2 separate regions of the Hordeum vulgare genome follow, and region 2 is linked to region 1. Evidence: chromatin contacts called from public Hi-C data. All regions are on one chromosome and are shown on one strand. The core of a region is the stretch at or near the end of the contact, and the rest is flanking DNA. Distances in the headings are between cores, read along the strand shown. Region 1 holds the start of LOC123444960 (SAC3 family protein A-like). Region 2 holds the start of LOC123444963.

The links. Hi-C and Micro-C count contacts between places; a contact is called where the count stands out from the background.
Region 2: a contact with region 1 is called in a Hi-C map of leaf, with 4 times the contacts expected there. The contact joins the promoter of LOC123444963 here to the promoter of LOC123444960 in region 1.

What each region holds. Positions count from the first base shown.
Region 1 is chr3H:552,386,115-552,388,895 of MorexV3_pseudomolecules_assembly, reverse strand. LOC123444960 (SAC3 family protein A-like) reads left to right here and starts at 1,402. Exons shown (of 13, transcript XM_045121855.1): 1 at 1,402-1,780. The coding sequence starts at 1,727. It overlaps LOC123444961 (histone H4), which reads left to right. Exons shown (of 1, transcript XM_045121857.1): 1 at 1-396. The coding sequence ends at 141.
Region 2 is chr3H:552,638,593-552,641,373 of MorexV3_pseudomolecules_assembly, reverse strand. LOC123444963 reads right to left here and starts at 1,401. Exons shown (of 2, transcript XM_045121860.1): 1 at 1,052-1,401.

The DNA of each region.
Region 1 (2,781 bases), core at 153-2,652:
GTGCTCAAGATCTTCCTCGAGAACGTCATCCGCGACGCCGTCACCTACACCGAGCACGCCCGCCGCAAGACCGTCACCGCCATGGACGTCGTCTACGCGCTCAAGCGCCAGGGCCGCACCCTGTACGGCTTCGGCGGCTGAAGAGCCGCGGCGCTGGCTGACCGTGGCGCACAAGCCCTGGCTCGCGGTCAAGAAACTGCCGGAGGGGAGAAATCTGTAGTTCATCTAGGTCCTGTGCCTTGTATGCTTGGTAGTAGGACCCTATGTTTAGTAGTTTGCTTCCGTGTTCTGAACCTGATGGGCAAATACTGTGTTTGCCGAGTTGTATGGTTCCAGAGTTAACAAAATTGTCCTTCTGTTATGAAATTATGCTACCGACTACGCTGTTCTTGTTTACTACGCATTGTTTTGCGACTAATTGTGCTACCGCGTTAAGCCTGTTGCAAATCCTGTGATGCAATTGTTTTCTGGCCGTCCTGTATTTCTTTTCTTCAGCTGTGTTGGCTGTTGATCCGCGGCTGTCTTCTGCAGATCCCCCAACTCATTGCGTGATTATTTCTGCAAAATCGTGCAGTGCGCAGGTGATAGCGCTGAGCCGATAAGTTCTCTTCGTGCGTTATAATTTCCCTTGCTTTCTCCTGATACCCCGTTTGGGATGCATTGCAGTCTGCAGAACGTTTATCCCTTTTCATCGCTGGTAACCTGGTTATCTCCTGCCTGCGTCTCTGTGAAGAACTTTAATTTTACGGTGTCATATGGCCACAATTTTGCAGATGGTGTCAAATTCGTTTGGATTTGTTTTACGTACGGTAAATCCTGCTTGGGCCAGCCCCCCTCAAAGTCAGTTTAGCTGAATTTTCTGCCCTTTTCGACAAGCCTACTTGTGCTCGTTCCAGTACTGACATTGCCATCGTGCTGCTCTAGGCGTTTATTTTGCCAGGACTCTGGAGATGCGCTTCCAAATCAAACGGACGGCAGAAGTAGTGGACTGATTTGGAAGCCTTTCAGTTTGAGCTTCCTACTAGGGAAGACGTTTGAGGTTCCGCTGGGATTCCTAATTTCCTGGTTGCAAAAAAGGCTTATCGCTCCTTCAATAGAACAAACAAAATGAAAAAGTTGTCTACCTGTTTTCTGAAATGTCCATGAAAAATGTTCTTAAAATTTATAAATGCGCAGTACACGAATTTAAATGTTCAGTATTTTTTTTTGAGCATTTGGGTCTATATATTCTGTTTGACGGGCCGTCTGACGGAACCGGTCCGGGTCCAGGCCCAGGCCCATCTTCTCCCCAAGTGTCCAGTCCCATATTCATTGCTCCCCTACCACAGCACACCAACCCACGACCCAGGACCCGCCAATAAAGCCCACCCACCCACAATTCTTCGCCGCTCCTCGTCGTCGTCGGCGCTTCCCCCTCCCGATTCATCGCCGACCCCCTCTCCTCCCGCGGTCACAGACACCAATCCACTCCGCCGCCCCCCACAACACTTCTCTCCACCAAGCCGCTGCCGGGCCAGCAGAATCTCCCCCGCGTCTCCTCGGCCAATCGCCCCTCGCCCGCCCCACACGCCTCCGGTTCCCCGCGTGCCTCATTTTCGCTTGTCGCGCGCGTCCTGTCGATCCGGCTCTACCCGTCCGTACCAGCGGCGAAACCGGGGGGCTCTGCTCTCTGCTGCGAGCGGCTAGGGTTTCAGCCCGAGCTCCGGGGCTCCGGAGCGCCGGGAGGATGGCGGCTCAGGGAGGCGAGGCGGCTGCCGGATCCGACCCCAAGCCCAACGAGGTATGCTTGCGCCGCCGCTCCTCGTCTCTCAGGAATCCCGAGCTTGGCGGGCCTTTGCTTCCACCCTGTTTTAACCTTTCCCGGGCTTGCACGCGATTCGTTCTGTCCCGGCTATGGCTCGAGAACCGTGAGATGCAGATTGGCCGGGCAGTCGGCTAGGTTGTTAGCTGATTCGCATTATATGGCAGCTTCTGCTCCTGCGCCTTCGCTGAGGGATAGCTAGGTCACCCGGGGCACGCGGATAGCTTGTTCTAGCTGCTGGAGCCTGTGTTTGATATCGAGTTTTGCTATTTTACTGCCTCACAAGTGTAGGAATTTCGACCAGCCTAACAACTGAATTAGTTGATGTAGTGTATTTTGTTTCTGTTCCTTTGCTCATTCACATATACTACATGATATAGCCATCTCGTGATTTAGCCCTCCTGGTAATTAGTCAGTGTGGTAGTACTGTTATAAAGTAAAGTTGTGGAGTACTCAGGGTGTCATCCTTTGGGAAGCTTAATGTCGGCTACCTATCTTTGGATGCTCATGTTTGATGAATTACCTAGAATTGTTTGTGTTCTTGCATGGCAATTGAACATGTCTAACTGGAGCTATCATGGTAGCTGTGATGTTTTAAATGTACCGCTGTTTTATGCTAGCTTCATCTGTCCGGGCAATGTATGGTGACCAGTTTTTTGTAACTGATGTTATCCGATGCTAGTGGTAGTTTGTAAATGGGCATTACCCGGATTTTAGTGCTTGAACTCTCGGACCGGAGGCGGTGGAGCAGGATTAAGCTAGGGTCAGGAACTTTGCACTCGGGCCGTGGGGCACACGCTAGGGCTAGGGCTGGAAGCCCTAGGTGCTGGGTGTGTGCTGGAGGAGGCTAGGGCGTTCTGGAGCAAATAAAAGATGAATTTCTTCCAGTTCTTTGGTTTGATTGATCCGCCCCCAATTCTGATTAGGAATACTACTCAAGTTGGGCTCTTTCCTAATTTGAAAACATGCTTTGAATCTTT
Region 2 (2,781 bases), core at 152-2,651, 250 kb before region 1:
TGCCAGGAAGGCAGGAATGATATGTTGTCGGTAGCAAGGCATATTATTCCAGGGTGGCGTCATGACTGAGGAGGTGGGGAGCAAACTGTCACCCATACTTAGAGCATCTACAATCAGACCACCCCCCCCCCCCCCCCCCCCCCCGCGGTCCCCGTTTGTCCGGAACGGATAGACAGGTGAGAGAATGAAAAAGGCCACTCAATCAGACCCTCTACTTCGTCTTCATATGTTTGGGCTGTCTGTGAACCCTTGAACCCTCAAACGTAGTCCATATATGGGGAAGAAATGAGGGTGTTTGGAAAGTCCGCTATATCGGACTCGGCCCATCCCAGACCGCTTTACTTATTTCTTTATTCTTTCTTTTCTATCTCTCTCCATCCCAACAAATCATATGAATGTGTCCGACAATTTAGGCGACATGGTTGTGTGGATGCACAAATGAGGGTTCAAAATGAACACGTTCGGACACTATTCAGATGTGTCAGCGGACATATAGGGGGTGGGTCATATTTGCCCAGTCCGATAGTAGATGCTATTATCCCCTTAGCGGGAGAGGTTAGGAGAGAGCAGACCATAACTTCTTAACTATACGTGCATTGCACGTGCACGCTTACTAGTACAGTATAGTTTTCAAAGTATAACCTAAAATAACAGTCTCTTCGACTTATCGTGTACTCTCTGCTCTCCAAATTAATGGAAACCTAGCTTTGTCCTAAGTCAAACTTGTCTACCAAGTCTAAAGAAAAATGTGCTATCATCGTCCTAAGTCTAATTCGGAAAAGATGACCATTGCAGAGCAAGCTGCATCACCCATGTTCCATCTAAAACTACCCACACGTTTACGAGATCCAGCCGAAACATTTTGCTCCTTAAAGGCCTAAAGGGCACCGGTTATAATTTTTAAAGCCAAAACATGATACACTGTTACAAGGCGTTTGGTCTACTGTGCAAATTTTACAGCAGCATCTCATCGAACAGAAGGGGATGAAGGCAACAGAGTTAAAGCCAAACCTAGGACCGGAATGTAGGGCGCCAGATACGCTGACCTCACCTCGTGCTTGGCGGCGGCGGGGGCGGCGGCAACGGTGCCTCTGCGAGGAGGTCTGTGCTCGAACGGCTCGGGGAGGCGGTCGGTATGCCCGCGACTGGGTGAAGCCGGGACAGAGCTCGCGGGGTCGCACAAACCCTAGGTCGGGATGAGAAGGGCCGGGTGGAGCCGGAGGGCTGGACCCGAGAGGAGTAGGGTTGTACGCCGGGGGAGGCCGTCGAGCCGGCCCCGGCTGCTCCGCGGGAGGGGAGGACGCCGCCGTTGTCGGTTTCGTGCGGGGAGAGGCGGGGAGCACCGGGACAGCCGACCGGATGGCGCCGGACCACGCCACCACGGACCCGTAGGGGCGTTTAGCTTCGATTTTTTTTTTTTTTTTTTTTTTTTTTGTGTATACGAAAGCAGTTTCGGGTCTGCCTCCTACGGGCGCACCAAGATGGGCCGACCCTTGTCTCACAAAAAAGAGATGGGCGGACCCAGTTCCTGGTTTTGTTTTCGTTTTCCTTCCGTGGTTTTATTTCGGTTTTCTGTTTTGGGTTTTTCCTTCAGTTTCTTTTATTAAGGCCTAGTGTTTTTTTTTTGAGTAGAGATGTGGGATTTATTCAGCAAAAGCGCCGGCAAAGTCTGTCAAAAGGGACGTTACAAGAAAGATAGGGTCATTATGACCTTCGAGAAACCCCTCAACCGAGCAAAAAGAACTCACTCTCTCAGGGCCATCGCCTCGGCTACCAAAGGATGGGTCACACCATCAAACGGTTTACACCAGGCAGCAAGAAAAGTGTTGTGGGATCGAGCTACCCCACCTCCCCCTCCTCTGCAAAACTGTCTAGCAACACTCCTATCCGTGTTGATCTTGACACAATCCTGCTCCGGTGGTTGTCACCCGTGTCCAGGAAGAATCCGTGCATGATCCCGTGGAATGTCTAACAAGGCCAGAGCATCATGTCATGATCATCGACTGAACCGGACTAAGAGGACCCCGATCATGAGTGAGATTATTATGTGAAGTCCAGATTGCCCACATAATCGATACCATCTTTGCCCTATCAACCTCCGAGAACCGCTGATCACATAAAATGTCAATTTTCCACGATTGAGGTTGCACATCAGGTCGCTGTATATCAAGCCACTCCGGTGTTAAAGCCTAGTTTGGCAACACAGATTTTGCAAAATCACGGTATTCCAAGACCTAAGTATTTCAATACATGGGCAATAAATACTTCAGTTTCTAAACATCATAGTTTTTCTCAGTTTTGGTAAAACTGCTGAGGTGTATGGCAAGTGACAGTTTTTTTTCAATTCTCTTTGGTTTGATCGATTATTACGTTGTTGCATGCATATTCCTTTTTTTTCTTTTTTGGCAAAATTGTTGCATGTATGTTCAGCTACACTCACATATTAGCTTGTCCTAATAGCCACCGTATGCATTCAGCCTTGCACGAGCATGTTCTCTCCTAGATGTTGGATCTATAGTAGAGTTATCTCTTGTAATCAATTAAAGATCGAGATAGTTAAGGCATGTACTGAAGGCCGATGTCTGCAGCTTGTGCGTCCATGTGTTTTTAGCCGTCCGCCTTTAACCGGACAGATCGATAGGCTAGCTATCGATTTTATGTATCATGACCTTGATGGCCCAAAAGATGGACACAAAGAGACCAAGCAACGAGTGTTTCTCGGTTTTGAAAAAAGAGGTCGTGGCCTCTTTCTTATATACAACAAAAATACCACAATTTTAG